Regions from separate parts of the Zea mays genome. Here all the other regions are linked to region 3. Evidence: chromatin contacts called from public Hi-C data. All regions are on one chromosome and are shown on one strand. Each heading gives the region's core, a stretch centred on a gene start, on an enhancer-like site or on the middle of the called end of the contact. The rest is flanking DNA. Distances are from core to core; before and after follow the strand shown.

Region 1 (3,949 bases), core at 325-2,824, 190 kb after region 3:
GATAAAGGGGCGTACAATAAAAGACGAGACAATCCTCGATCGTCCTCTCGCTCCGTGCAGAGGCTCGGAGGCTGCTCTCGCACCAGGCTACGGCCAAACTGTTGACCACGTCAACAAAACCAGCTTAAAAATCCGGAGCCTGACCATGCACCCGGGCTACGGCCAGGCCGCATGAGGGAACAACAAGGCCGACCGAGGCATCACAAAAAAAAATTAAGACCTTAGAGGAGTCAAACCACTCCTCCGAGGCCTCGGGGGCTACACCCGACGGGTGCGCTCGCACGCACCCATCGGAACAAAATATAACTGAGAAAGGCTGGTCCCCTTGCAAAAAATCCGGGAGAACCTCCAAGCGAGTACCTACACTCCCTTCGAGGCTCGGGGGCTACTGTCGGGTACCGTAATTAGGGGTACCCTCAACACTCCTTAACCTGGCTGGAAAACATCTTCAGAACAAACCGTAAAGACTGATAAGCACGGATTCAAGTCAAGGCCTCGTCTACCAAGGGACGCGATCTCGTCTCACCCGAGCCCAGCCTCGGGCAGGAACAGTAGTCCCAGACAGATTCACGCCTCGACCGAGGGCCTCTTCAGGCATAGGGCGCACCCTCGGCTCGCCCGAAGCCAAGCTCAGCCAGACTTTGTCGTACAGCGACCTCGGCCAAATCGCCTTACCAACCGACCGTATTGCATGCACATTTAATGCGGGGATCGCCTGACACCTTATCCTGACACGCGCGCCTCAGTCGGCAAGGTCGAAGTGACCGCAGTCACTTCGCCCATTTACTGACCGTTCTGACAGGAAAACAACGCTATTCACCTCGTTTCGACTACTGTGCCAACCACCAGGATAAAACTGAGTCACGATCTCCCCCGAATTCAGCCTCGGACGCAACAGGGAGCTCCGCCTCGCCCGACCTCAGGCCTCGGCCTCAGCCTCGGCCTCGGGAGAAGGTCTCCGCTTCGCCCGACCCCAGGCCTCGACCTCAGTCTCAGCCTCGGGAGGAGTCACATCCTCAACATTTTATGTTCACTTGGGAATTTGTCACAAAAAGAAAAGTATTAATATTTTAGAAAAAAATGATGTTATTTTTTTTACCCAGCGTGTTTTTTGGTTTGTGATATTTTTACATGTTCTTATGAAAATGGCTTTTAGCTTCAATAGAAACTATCCAATCTTAATAAAAATATAAAAAACCAATTTACTTATCTACAATGTATTATATACTGAATATTTTTATTATTTATGTTATCTAATATATATATATATATATATATATATATATATATATATATATATATATATATATATATATTACTATCCATTGATAGTGTCATACGAAGAGGATAGATATGAAATCAAGAAGAATAAAAAAATTAAAAGGGAGAGAAATAAAGATTAATAATAATATTCCCAAAGTAACGTGTGGAGAAACGTCCCACAAGAAGGTTCGTCAGGTGGGCTCTAACTGCGCCCAACAATTCAACTGGGCCGGCGTCGCTGGCTCGCTGCATCCCCCCTTCCGCTGAAACAACAATCGTCCGCTGCATTCCTCATTTCCTCCGCGTGGGTTCTGTCACTTCTGTGACTTCTGTCTGCGTCTCGCTCTCCGGCGACTGGTGGGCCGCCGCCACCCTAAGCCAGTTGCGGAGGTTTACATTGGTCTCTTCGCCGGCGACGAGCACCCACCAGGTACTCCCACCCCTTTCTCTGCCCTTCTCTTCATGTTGTGCGAAGCTGAGCACTGAAACCCTAACCTAAAGCTATTTGACAAGCCTCCTAGCTTCGATTTTCTTGCAAGAATTATCGGTACACATCCCTTTACTGGATTAACCCCTGGCTTTGTGGAAAGCGATGTTTTCCCTCTGTATCTGATTAATAATTGTCACGTAAAAACAAGTTTTTTTTTTTTTGCTTCGTCTGGAGGTTTAGTTTCCAAAGGATTGTAATTGATAGAATAACTTCATGTGTTTAGTCTTTAATTCTACACGAAAACTAAACTACAAAACAATGTATGTAGTCCTACTTTAAAGTTTCAGATGTCTCGTGTATATGTTATGCCTGATGGGAGTTCCATAACTTAAGGCCCCTGTGTTACACTTTTTGATGTGCATATATGATGAATTTTGATTTGAATGACGTAGGCTTCCATAAGCAGAACTTACGCACATCTTTGTGGTAGGAGTCTTGACAAGTTTTTCCAATGGACCAAGTACCGAATGGAAGGCATAAGGTTTCTTTTGCGAAGCCAAGAGTAGTTGTGCTTTCAGATTCTGACTCTGACTCTGAAGGTAACAGCACATTCAGTTCTCATGATACACTGCCTGTCATTCTATAACTCTTGAGACGCTCCAGTATCCGTTTATTGCATATATTTATGATTGAACTCTTGACATTTTGGGCATGTCATGTAAGACATGTTCGCTTTTCTCTTGCATGGCATTTGTTACATGAAAAAAGGCCTCTAGGACATTCAGGATAGGAAAACGTACCTCATGTTATCATAACGAACATTTATTTTTGGTGTTAGTCATTTCTTTGCAATGCCTATTGGCTTTTCTTGGCAGGCTTCATACACTTGATATATTAATAGAGAAAAATCGTTGGCAGATGAATATATAACATTTTTCATTTTTAACTGTCATTGTTTTATCTAATTGCATTGTACTGCATTTCCACTGTCTAAGTTGAACACTGATATCACTTTGATTGCAAATTCTGCTACAAACTACTTTTGAATCATGATTGGCAGGTGTGCTGTGTGCATCAGCTTCCAGGTGGTAATAACTGGACTGGACATATGATGTACTTGATCTTCAGTATTTTGTTAAGAGCAAACTAAGGGACTCATTGCATGAATAAAATCCTAAACTCTATAATATAGCCGAATGTAACTGCACATGAATAGCTTGATACATGCTTGAAACCTGCAGTACTCATGTTGCGCTGCCTGTTTCTAGGTTTTGTAGAAGAGCTAACTCCTGTTCACTCAAAGTCAAACGGGAAGGCTTCATCTGCGAGCCTAAAAACTGGTGGAAAGGCTTCAGCCCTTTCTAAAGGTACAAATACACAATGTTATTAAACATCATCCATTTCAAAAGGTACTTAGTATGTGTTCCAGATATAAGGATATTTACCTATACTCTTGTTACATTTCTGCCTTTCTTTCATATGTTGTCTTATCAGTGTTAACTGTAATAATTCCATCCCGTTTAGGTGAGGCAAGCAAAGGAAAAGCATACAGTAGTGACAAAGGTGGAAAGGGTTCTTCATCACATGCAGTGCCTACCAAGTCTGATGCAGAACTAAAGCTAGAGCTTGGTCAGTTCCCTCAATGAAATTCTCAAAATGCAACTTATTTAGATGCCAATTTCCCAAACTTCTATTTTTTGAATTGACTATATTTGTGATGGGTCTAAGATTTTCAGTTTCATTTGGAGGGCATTAGGATCAAACTATAGCAGGGCATTATAGGATCAAACTATAGCAGTCCATGTTGTGGAAAAGAAAGCACACTTGTGTGTTGTAATTCCCTAGGTGCATTTTAGTACCTACACAATCAGGGAGAGTTTCGGGGCCACAAAAACAGCACCCATGCTGCTCATCGGCCTTGGGAGTTCTTATATGTTCTGTTGTCTGTGTCTCTGTTCTTCACCTTGAGAACTAGGGTCATGGAGAGAACGTCCGAGAACTTAACGGTGTTTTCCCATTTCCATATCTTTTTTTTTCCCAAATACATAACTGTTTTGTTTACAATCAAGCTATTTATTGTACAAGGACCTGACGGTCATCTGTTAAAGATTTGGAAGCTGTCCTTTGTTGCTTCGACTTGTATCTTGTTATCTACACTTTGATTAATTGCAGAATTTTCTGGCTATTACTGGCTTTGTTTTTTCCCTGCAGATTTTTTTTTTCTTAAAATCATCTTTCCACTGCCATTTGGATATC
Region 2 (4,295 bases), core at 1,470-3,969, 150 kb after region 3:
TGCAAAAAACAAAGCACAACGTTCAGAAACATTCTTGGAGGAAAAAATGAAAAGGCACATCGCACCTTAGGTGTCGCTGAAACTGGTCCAGCAGGCTGATCTGTGGCTAGAGGCAGAACATCAAACCCATCTCCAGAAGAAGAGCCTATCAGAGGTTTAAGCTTGTCAGGTGAAGGTGGATCACTCATGAGTGCTGTGTTAGCTATTTCCAACAATCGTTTATCATCTGAAGCACCGTGATGATTAGTCACATCACTGTCATCAATTGTCATCATGCTTAGCCCATCCTCACAGTTGGGCTCAGCAGCTACAGTCGGGATATCGATAATAAATGACCAGATTCTCGAAAGCTCTGCTGATGATGGGCACCCTGAGTAACAGTTTATGGCCTGCCTTTTATGCCCAGAAGCCCCTGATGCTGCATCATGCCCATTCCAATCACAGTTTTGGCAAAGTGATGTGTTGTCCTCAAGACATCGGACTGATGCAGGCTGTAAACCACAACGATCACAAAGAAGGGTCCTTCTATGACGCCGAGACAGTGCATTAGCTGAATGAACGCTACGGTCGCATGATAAGCACAATGATGCCGCATCCGATCTGCAGTAGATCATTGACCTTTGTTTCCCACAGAAACCACAGAGAGGAACCATGATCCTGGACAGTATTAGAGAAATTCCACTCGCTGTTCAGTGCTACTACCAAATCCACCTTCTGGTACCCCGTTCAGCAGCTGGATCCAGTGGAATTCTATGTGATACAAGCATTAAGAAGTAAACAATGAGTAACAATACAGCAAACCTATAGTTACTTCTGACTGTTTCGCATAGAGACAAAATTTGAGTATTGAGAAAAATTGGCAACTTTTCCCCAGGCCATGCAAACAGATACCTATTCTGTTCCACATCAGCAAAAATATGCATCTACATACACTCTGCCACGAGCTAGTGACAGTCTTATGATAACACTAGGGATGGTAATGGATTACAATCCAAATGCTTCTTCACAAAATGGTAGGGCCTGATCCTAATATGATCCGATCATTAAATCTTATAGTGTAAAATTTAGAGCTCATTGTCACCCATAGATAACACAGAACCGCTCCCTCATTTAGCTACATAGGACGCTTCCCCTGAGGCCCTCACAGAAAATTTGAGATTTAGATATTCTTCCTATATCTGTCAGCCAGCGCATTAGATAACTACAAGAAGTTTCAGAATAGAAGTACAGACATGTAATCTAAGGGGGCTTCCATAATTTGGGACTACGCTATTGGCAAAGCATATAATCTCTGTAAAGCATAAGGGGGAGGTAAGCAGAGTAAATTCAAAAGACCTTCAAATAGAGTGACCATAATGCATTTGGTACCACCGAAAGATAGAGTGATGAATAGTCATCTTGGAGACAAACAAACGCTTTTATTGCAATTGGCATCAATGCTCTGAAGAAGTCAAGAGTCTTTCATGCCAGCTTAGCACAGCATATCAGCACATAGGAGTGACTGAGTGAGTGAGAGACAAATAGGACGAAGTGCAACCAAACTTTTTGCGACCTCTATTGCAAATGGCTCCCTGGTCCCAAGTTATCATTTTAAGTGGCATGTTCATATCTTGGCATATCGAATGGACGCTTTCCATGCACATGACCGGTAAGTGTGGCACAGAATAAGTGGCCATATGCCAAACTTCAGGTACAACAAATACAGGTGTTAAGCACCAGTGCACCACTAACCCTCTCTTTTTTCCCTCTATCTGGTCGCTTGCCGGCTACTCGTGGAAGGCTGGAAGCCAGCGGACTCTCTGCGCCACTCAAATAAACGCGGCAAATTTCGCTCAAGAACAGTCAAATTCACGCTGCAAAAGGATTCCCTTTCGACGCAGATGAATAGTTGCCGCTTTGAACAGAAGGGACAACAGAGTACAGACACGTACAAGCAAAGCGCGAATATACTATCATCACTATTCGATATTCACGCGTCAGTAGGCAAAAGCAACCTTTGTAAAAGAACAGATAAAACCCTTTCCAGATGAACTGGCTGCAGATACAAGCAATTAGACGGGGTTAATCAAGACTTTAGCAGCTGAGGCCGCCTGCGCAAGGGCGAAATCAAACAAACCGAACCACTCGCGTACGGTCTACGCGACACGGAATAAAAACGTGAAGTGTCCGCAAAGAGGAAAGAAAGGAAAAAAAATAGAGTTCAGACTTGTCAGCCCAACACACTACACCCATACACGTCGAACTCCCTGGAACACCGACGAGCTAAATAAACAAGGACGGTAGACCAAACACTCAATCCCCGATCGAAGAAGCAATAGACTCCTCACCCAAATCCGTCTACCCCTTGCATGGACGGCACCGAATGTCTGAATCCAAGCTCGCGATGAAAACAGCAGCCAGAAAGAGCGCTCACCGACCGTGTCGCGGCGGCGCTTCTGCACAGAGCTCGGATCCAACCAACCCGCACGGGCGCGTCCGAGGCGCGGAACCACCGTACCCAGCGGCGGAGCAGCGGGGAGAGAGATCGAGAAGCTTTCGCTGTTGCCGCGCCGGTAAAGAAAACAAGCTCCTTCTGCGAGAGGACTAGGAGGAGGTTTTGCCAACACGTCGAGCAGAGCAGGGGTCGGCCGGGTCCGGGGGATAAGCGAGGCGAGGGGGACGGGGCGCGGGGAGGAGAATGGGATGGAACACGTGGAGAGTGGAGACTGGAAGAGGACGTGATGAGGGGGGAAGTGGAAGGGGGATGAGGGCGGGCGGAAGTGGGCCCACCTCGCGGCGCGGGACCCGGGAGGCGGGAGTGCCCTTTTTGCGCTTTTCACCAGGGGCGGGGCCGTCATTTGCCTGCGCGCCGAGGATAACGGAGCGGAGCGCTCGGGCAGGCGCCACGTGCGCTGTGCTTTTCGCCAAGTGGCGGTGGGCCGCGCTCTCACCCGCCCACTGGCGCTCCCTCCCTCTGACCCCTGGCCTGGTTTTCACTCCACTACAAGAAACTAATAAATATTCGTGGGTTAATTTAAGAACGTGGGTACCGACGTTCTTAATTGAGTTAAGTTCATGAGTTAATTTAAGAACGTGGGTACCGACGTTCTTAGTTTAAATTCGTGCGTCCTAGCTAAAACCGTCGAACTTATCGTATTAGGGACGTGAGTACTCACGTTCTTAAATTAAGTTCGTGGGCCACGTGGACACCGTCGAACTTATCCCAAAAACCTAAATCCCTAGCGACCCACGCGTCTCTCTTCTTTCTCGCCTACGCGCGCGCCGCCACCAACCCGCTCCTCCACCGCGCCCCCGCCGCCACCGCTCCTCCACCGCGCGCCACCGCGCCCGCCGTCACCGCCCCACCGTGCGCCCGCCAGCCCCCGCTCCTCTACCGCGCGCGCCGCCGCCACCGCTCCTCCACCGCGCCCGCCCACCGTAGACATCGACAACAACAGGTTCTACGTCGACATCCATCGCTGGATCGGGACCTTCGTTCTGGCGCTGAAGATCCTTAGGCTCAGCTCGAACAACTTCAGCGGCCAGATCCCTCCGGAGCTGTCGCAGCTCTCGCAGCTCCAGCTGCTGGACCTAGCCCACAACGGACTGACGGGGCTGATCCTGAGAGAGCTGGGAGACCTGGCTTCCATGAAGCACCCCAAGATCAACTCCAGCACAGGATCGCTGGACGGGTCCATCTACCAGGATCGGATCGACATCATCTGGAAGGGGCAGAAGCTCAGGTTCCAGAGGATACTCGAGCTGATGACAGGCATCGATCTGTCGGGCAACTCCTTGTCGCATTGCATCCCTGACGAGCTCACCAATCTCCAAGGCCTCCAGTTTCTGAACCTGTCGAGAAACCGTCTGTCGTGTGGAATTCCTAGCAGCATCGGAAGCTTGAACGTTCTTGAGTCACTTGACCTCTCGTTGAACAAACTGTCAGGAGCCATTCCTCCAGGGCTAAGCAATATGTTGTTCCTCTCGTTGAACAAACTGTCAGGGTTGTACTACCGTGTGATCGCTGGAGTCATTTTTGGGTTCTGGCTGTGGTACGGGACGCTCTTCTCCGTTGCGAAGTTGAGGTGCTCTTTCTTGTTTGTTGATCGCGTACAGTACAGAGTTATGCAGAAGGTGCGTCCTACCAATCATTTTTTTTATATCCAAAGATTTTGATGAACTGCTCAAGATGGCAGCTGCCGACAAAAGGTTTGTGCTTGTGTTCACTTCTTATCATGTAATTATGGCCTAATTTATCCATGCTTGTCGTGCGTGTTACCCTGTTCAAAATGTATGGAAAACTGTAGTGTGCCTTT
Region 3 (4,037 bases), core at 1,065-3,564:
GATGTGCCCGTCCTCCCGGACAAGGACGTTCTCTGGCTTGAGATCACGGTATATGATACCGAGCATGTGCAGGTATTCTAGCGCCAGGAGGACTTCTGCTATGTAGAATCTGCAGCAAGCAATAGGTTTTGTTTTTCAGTCACGATGATTTCAAACTAATGAACTCAAAAGCCTTAACTCTGTTAAGTACTATTTAGACAGTGAAATGCAATACATGCGGATGGTAAAATGTGGATAAGACATACGTACTTGACAGCTTGCTCCGGGAAATGTTTGCCAGGCTGCCTCTGCCGAAGAGCGTGGAGGTCTCCTCCGGGGCAGAACTCCATGACCAGGCAGGAGAACTTATCGGTCTCGAAGTGGGTGTAAAGCGTAGGAAGGAAGGGGTGATCCAGGCACTGCAGAATCTCCTTCTCCGTTTGAGCCCGGAGCAGCTTCTTACGGCTCGCTAGCGACGCCTTATCCATGACCTTCATCGCGAAATAGCTCTTGGTCCCATTCAGCTCAGAGAGGTACACGCTGCCGATGTCGCCGCAGCCTAGCCTCTTGAGCAGCCTGAAATGGCTCAGTCCAAGAACCCCGTCTCTGGTCCTGACCGTCTGGATCGCCTCCCACCGCGAATCGTTCGCCTTGTGAGGCTTCGTGCTGTTGCTCATGCTGCTGCACGAGCTCTCGTCACTGATGTCGCTGCTTGTGCTAGGCCTGCATCTTCCACTGTTGCCCCTGTCACCGATCTCGGGTGGATCAGCGGCCTTAGCACTCGCACTGACCTTTGCCTGGGCCTGGCTAGTCCCTCCACACGTCTGAAACGAAGTGGAACCCCCGTTCGTGCTCCCATGCTCCGCTACCGCTTTCTTGCTCGGTTCTACGGGGAACTTGACCGACGCGGCGTCGACAGGTTCCTTGAGGCGGTGGTCTGGTTTCTGCTCGTTCAGCTCAGGTTTATGGCTCGATTTGCTCAGGTCAGTTGTTGTTCCTGGTAACACCGTCAGCGCAGAAGCACAGGAATTGTTCGTCTGGGGAAGCTCGAAAGGGGGAGCACTCTTAGAGCATTGCTTCGTGCCTGGGATGCCTGGCGTTTCTGGGAGAATTTGGGGCATTGCCTTCGAAGCCATAGCTGCAAACACCTGTCTGTTTTTTCAGACGAGATGACCAGAGAGTTCAACACGCTCGATCTGGTCAGTCAGGAAGCAACCTTGGCATTGCAATGGACTATTTGCATTGTAGATTCATTGACAATCTGCAAATGGTGTGGGGGGGAAGAACTTCGATGAAATCGGCAAAACTGTGAGTGGCAAAAATAGCGATTATAAAACGCAGGAGGGGCTGCGACATAATATTCAAGTAGACAGTAAACCAAGACTTTGCCAAAAAGAAATAAATAAGGCGAGAAAATGACGGCCACATTCAGCATCCGCCATGGACGCCTCATCATTGGGTGCTCAATGTGCGCCCGCCGCACTTGGGGGGGTTCGTTCATCTGTTGTCGGCCTAGAGCTAGGAAAGGTCCTGTTAAAACCATCAACTATGTCCAGCCCCGCCCCCCACTGACCTCAATCATGCAACGCTACAGATCTAGCGTCCTCTTTAGCAATAAACAAGCGTCTGATCAGCAGAGAGTGCTCGCCAAAGGCGCATCATTGCCGCTTGCAAAAGAGAGCCGCCCGCCCCAGAACGAAGGCCTTTCCTCGCGCGCGCGCGCACACACACAGAGAGAGAGAAAACACACACTACTGCCTAGCAGTTAGAGGCGCGCAAAGCTGGCGAGTCGAAATCGGGGCCGCATTTCAACGAAACCAAAATGCTCCTTTTTTTTTTTGCCAATTTCTTCTTCTGGTGTTGGCTGCGGAAAGGTGAGGAAAGCAGGAAGTAGGGACGGGCTTTTCTCGTCTTTCTGCGAAATGCAGAACGGCAGAGATGAGCCAAACCGAACAGCTCTGGAACCCAGCAGGCGCGACAGATCTATAGGAGTAACAGGACCGAAGGCCGAAGCACATTTATTTATATATAAATAACGGAAGGCAGCCGAATCAGGAACCAGGGAAAACAGAACCGGAGGGGAGATGTGGCGCAGCAGAAATCTCACCCGATTGCGCTGCGCGGAGGCTGGGAGTCATGAGGACCTGCATCTTTTGTGCCCCCGCGGAGATGGGAGTCCGAAGCCCGCGCTCCTGTCCAGTTTCTCTCTAGAGCTCTGGCGCGCGGGAGATGTCTTGTGGACTCGTGGAGCAATGGCGGAGGGGGGAGGAGGAAGAAGACGGGGAGGTGTCGAGTATTAATGGCCTCCCTTTCTGCTCCCCGGCCCGGCGGCCCGTCAGTTCGCTTTCGTTTTCTACTATCGGTTTTTTATTGTAAATTTTCATTTCGCGGGTGCAATGATCCTGTCCCGCAGTTTTTGGGGGTCCCTGGGTGGGCGAGGGCGACGCCTAGTGTCTGGAAAACGACATGGCCGCCTCGATCTTCCGCTGGTCCCTCTCTCATCAGTTTACTAGGAGCGCTAATGGATGTACAGTTCCATGTATGTGAACGCCATAGCCAAGAAGATCAACGGAATACTCTGCCAAAAACCAGCATCAGGAAAAACAACGCGTTGGATCATGAAATCAGAGGCCGTTTGGCGACTGTTTACACTCTAGGTAGACAAAAATACTGCAGAAGCAGTCGAATTCGGTACCACTTAGACTATCTCTAACAGCTTATTCATATATATACTTATGTTCAAATTCTACTTTGTGCACAGTACAATTTTAATATACAGAATAGTGTAAAACAATATTTTTAGATAAATTTTAGATGAACCGCTGCAAACGGTCTTAAAAGCCAGCTAACCATCTAAATAGTGAAAGCTGCCTCTCGGGCGATCATGATGGCGCGGGTAGTACAAAATCATTTTAGCCCTGTACAACGTACTACTGCAGCAACCTTACAAGTTCCAACGTTGCAATTTTTTATTACCATACGTGCATCTCTGTAAAAAAATCACATCGCCAATCAATTGGACGTGACAAAGCTCTCTCTCCCGTCACCTCGTTAAGAGCCCACAGTCAACTTTTTTCTTGCTTTCCGCGAAGGGATCGGTGGAAGCAAAGCTAGATGGGCCGGTTACTCGTCGTAGGTTACCTAGTAGGTTTCTTTTATTTTTCTTTTAAAGATAGCTCGTACTCAGTCTGTCTTACAATATCTGTACTTCTATAATTTAAATTTCGTCATAAAATAAAAAAACAACACAACAAAATAGCTAATAGTACAATTCATAAAATGGTATATATGTATAAAAATATCTCCAAGAACTAGATAAATGACTTGCCAAACCAAATTTTGGCTACTCAACAGCAAAATAACTCTCCAACGTATTAGCTATGTGACTCGCTAAGCTATCGAGCTCTCCAAATTTTCTCTCTCACTAGCCAAATTTGGCTAGTCAATTGACTAGCCGAACTAGATAGATAGTCTGTTGAAGTGAGATAATATGTATAGACTGTATTATAAAAAGATAAATAGATAGTCAAATAGAGAGAGCTAAAGATAAAGAGTTTCTTGGAGATGCTCTAAGTAGGTAAAATCTTATACCATGTCTGTACCCATACTAGTCATTAGTCAAGTATAAGAATTATGATTCTTAGGACGTGTTTGGATCGCTACCAAATCTTTTTTGCGGATGATTTGTTCGCTGGAGTATGGGCATGTGCACACCTCTTGCTTGGCAGCATAAAGGAAGCAAGCCAAACATGCATGCCTTCAGCGTTTGTGTTGGATTCGTTGACTCGTCTAAAGTTTAGTTGGATGAAGAAGTTAAGAACTAATTAACTAAAAACTTTTTTTATATGCTTTAATGTTGTTTCTGAATCGACTTTTAAAGTGGAAATAGCTAAAGTTTATTATTAGTGGCTGAACTTTAGAGTGCGAGATCTAAACAGACGGTTACGTGGATTGCCTAGAGAGCTGAAGTTTAGATGGAATGGACTAAAACGTAGGCGGTTGCGCTGTTAAAGTTTAGCACAGTACAATACTGTTTCAATACATGGACTAATTTAGAG

Evidence for each region. A called contact is a pair of places that touch in the nucleus more often than the background predicts.
Region 1: a Hi-C map of leaf shows a contact between it and region 3, with 3 times the contacts expected there. The contact joins the promoter of LOC100191330 here to the promoter of LOC100281711 in region 3. A contact is called at or near these places in 3 of 25 Hi-C or Micro-C datasets (bundle sheath, ear and leaf).
Region 2: a Hi-C map of leaf mesophyll shows a contact between it and region 3, with 2.4 times the contacts expected there. The contact joins the promoter of LOC100193195 here to the promoter of LOC100281711 in region 3. A contact is called at or near these places in 3 of 25 Hi-C or Micro-C datasets (bundle sheath, leaf and leaf mesophyll).

The regions. Positions count from the first base shown.
Region 1 is chr4:168,029,658-168,033,606 of Zm-B73-REFERENCE-NAM-5.0, forward strand. It overlaps LOC100191330, which reads left to right and starts at 1,575. Exons shown (of 9, transcript NM_001136764.1): 1 at 1,575-2,292; 2 at 2,962-3,060; 3 at 3,218-3,322. The coding sequence starts at 2,205.
Region 2 is chr4:167,985,452-167,989,746 of Zm-B73-REFERENCE-NAM-5.0, forward strand. It overlaps LOC100193195, which reads right to left and starts at 2,720. Exons shown (of 5, transcript NM_001138350.1): 1 at 2,414-2,720; 2 at 66-750. The coding sequence starts at 653.
Region 3 is chr4:167,836,899-167,840,935 of Zm-B73-REFERENCE-NAM-5.0, forward strand. It overlaps LOC100281711, which reads right to left and starts at 2,315. Exons shown (of 3, transcript NM_001368083.1): 1 at 2,087-2,315; 2 at 250-1,285; 3 at 1-109. The coding sequence starts at 1,115.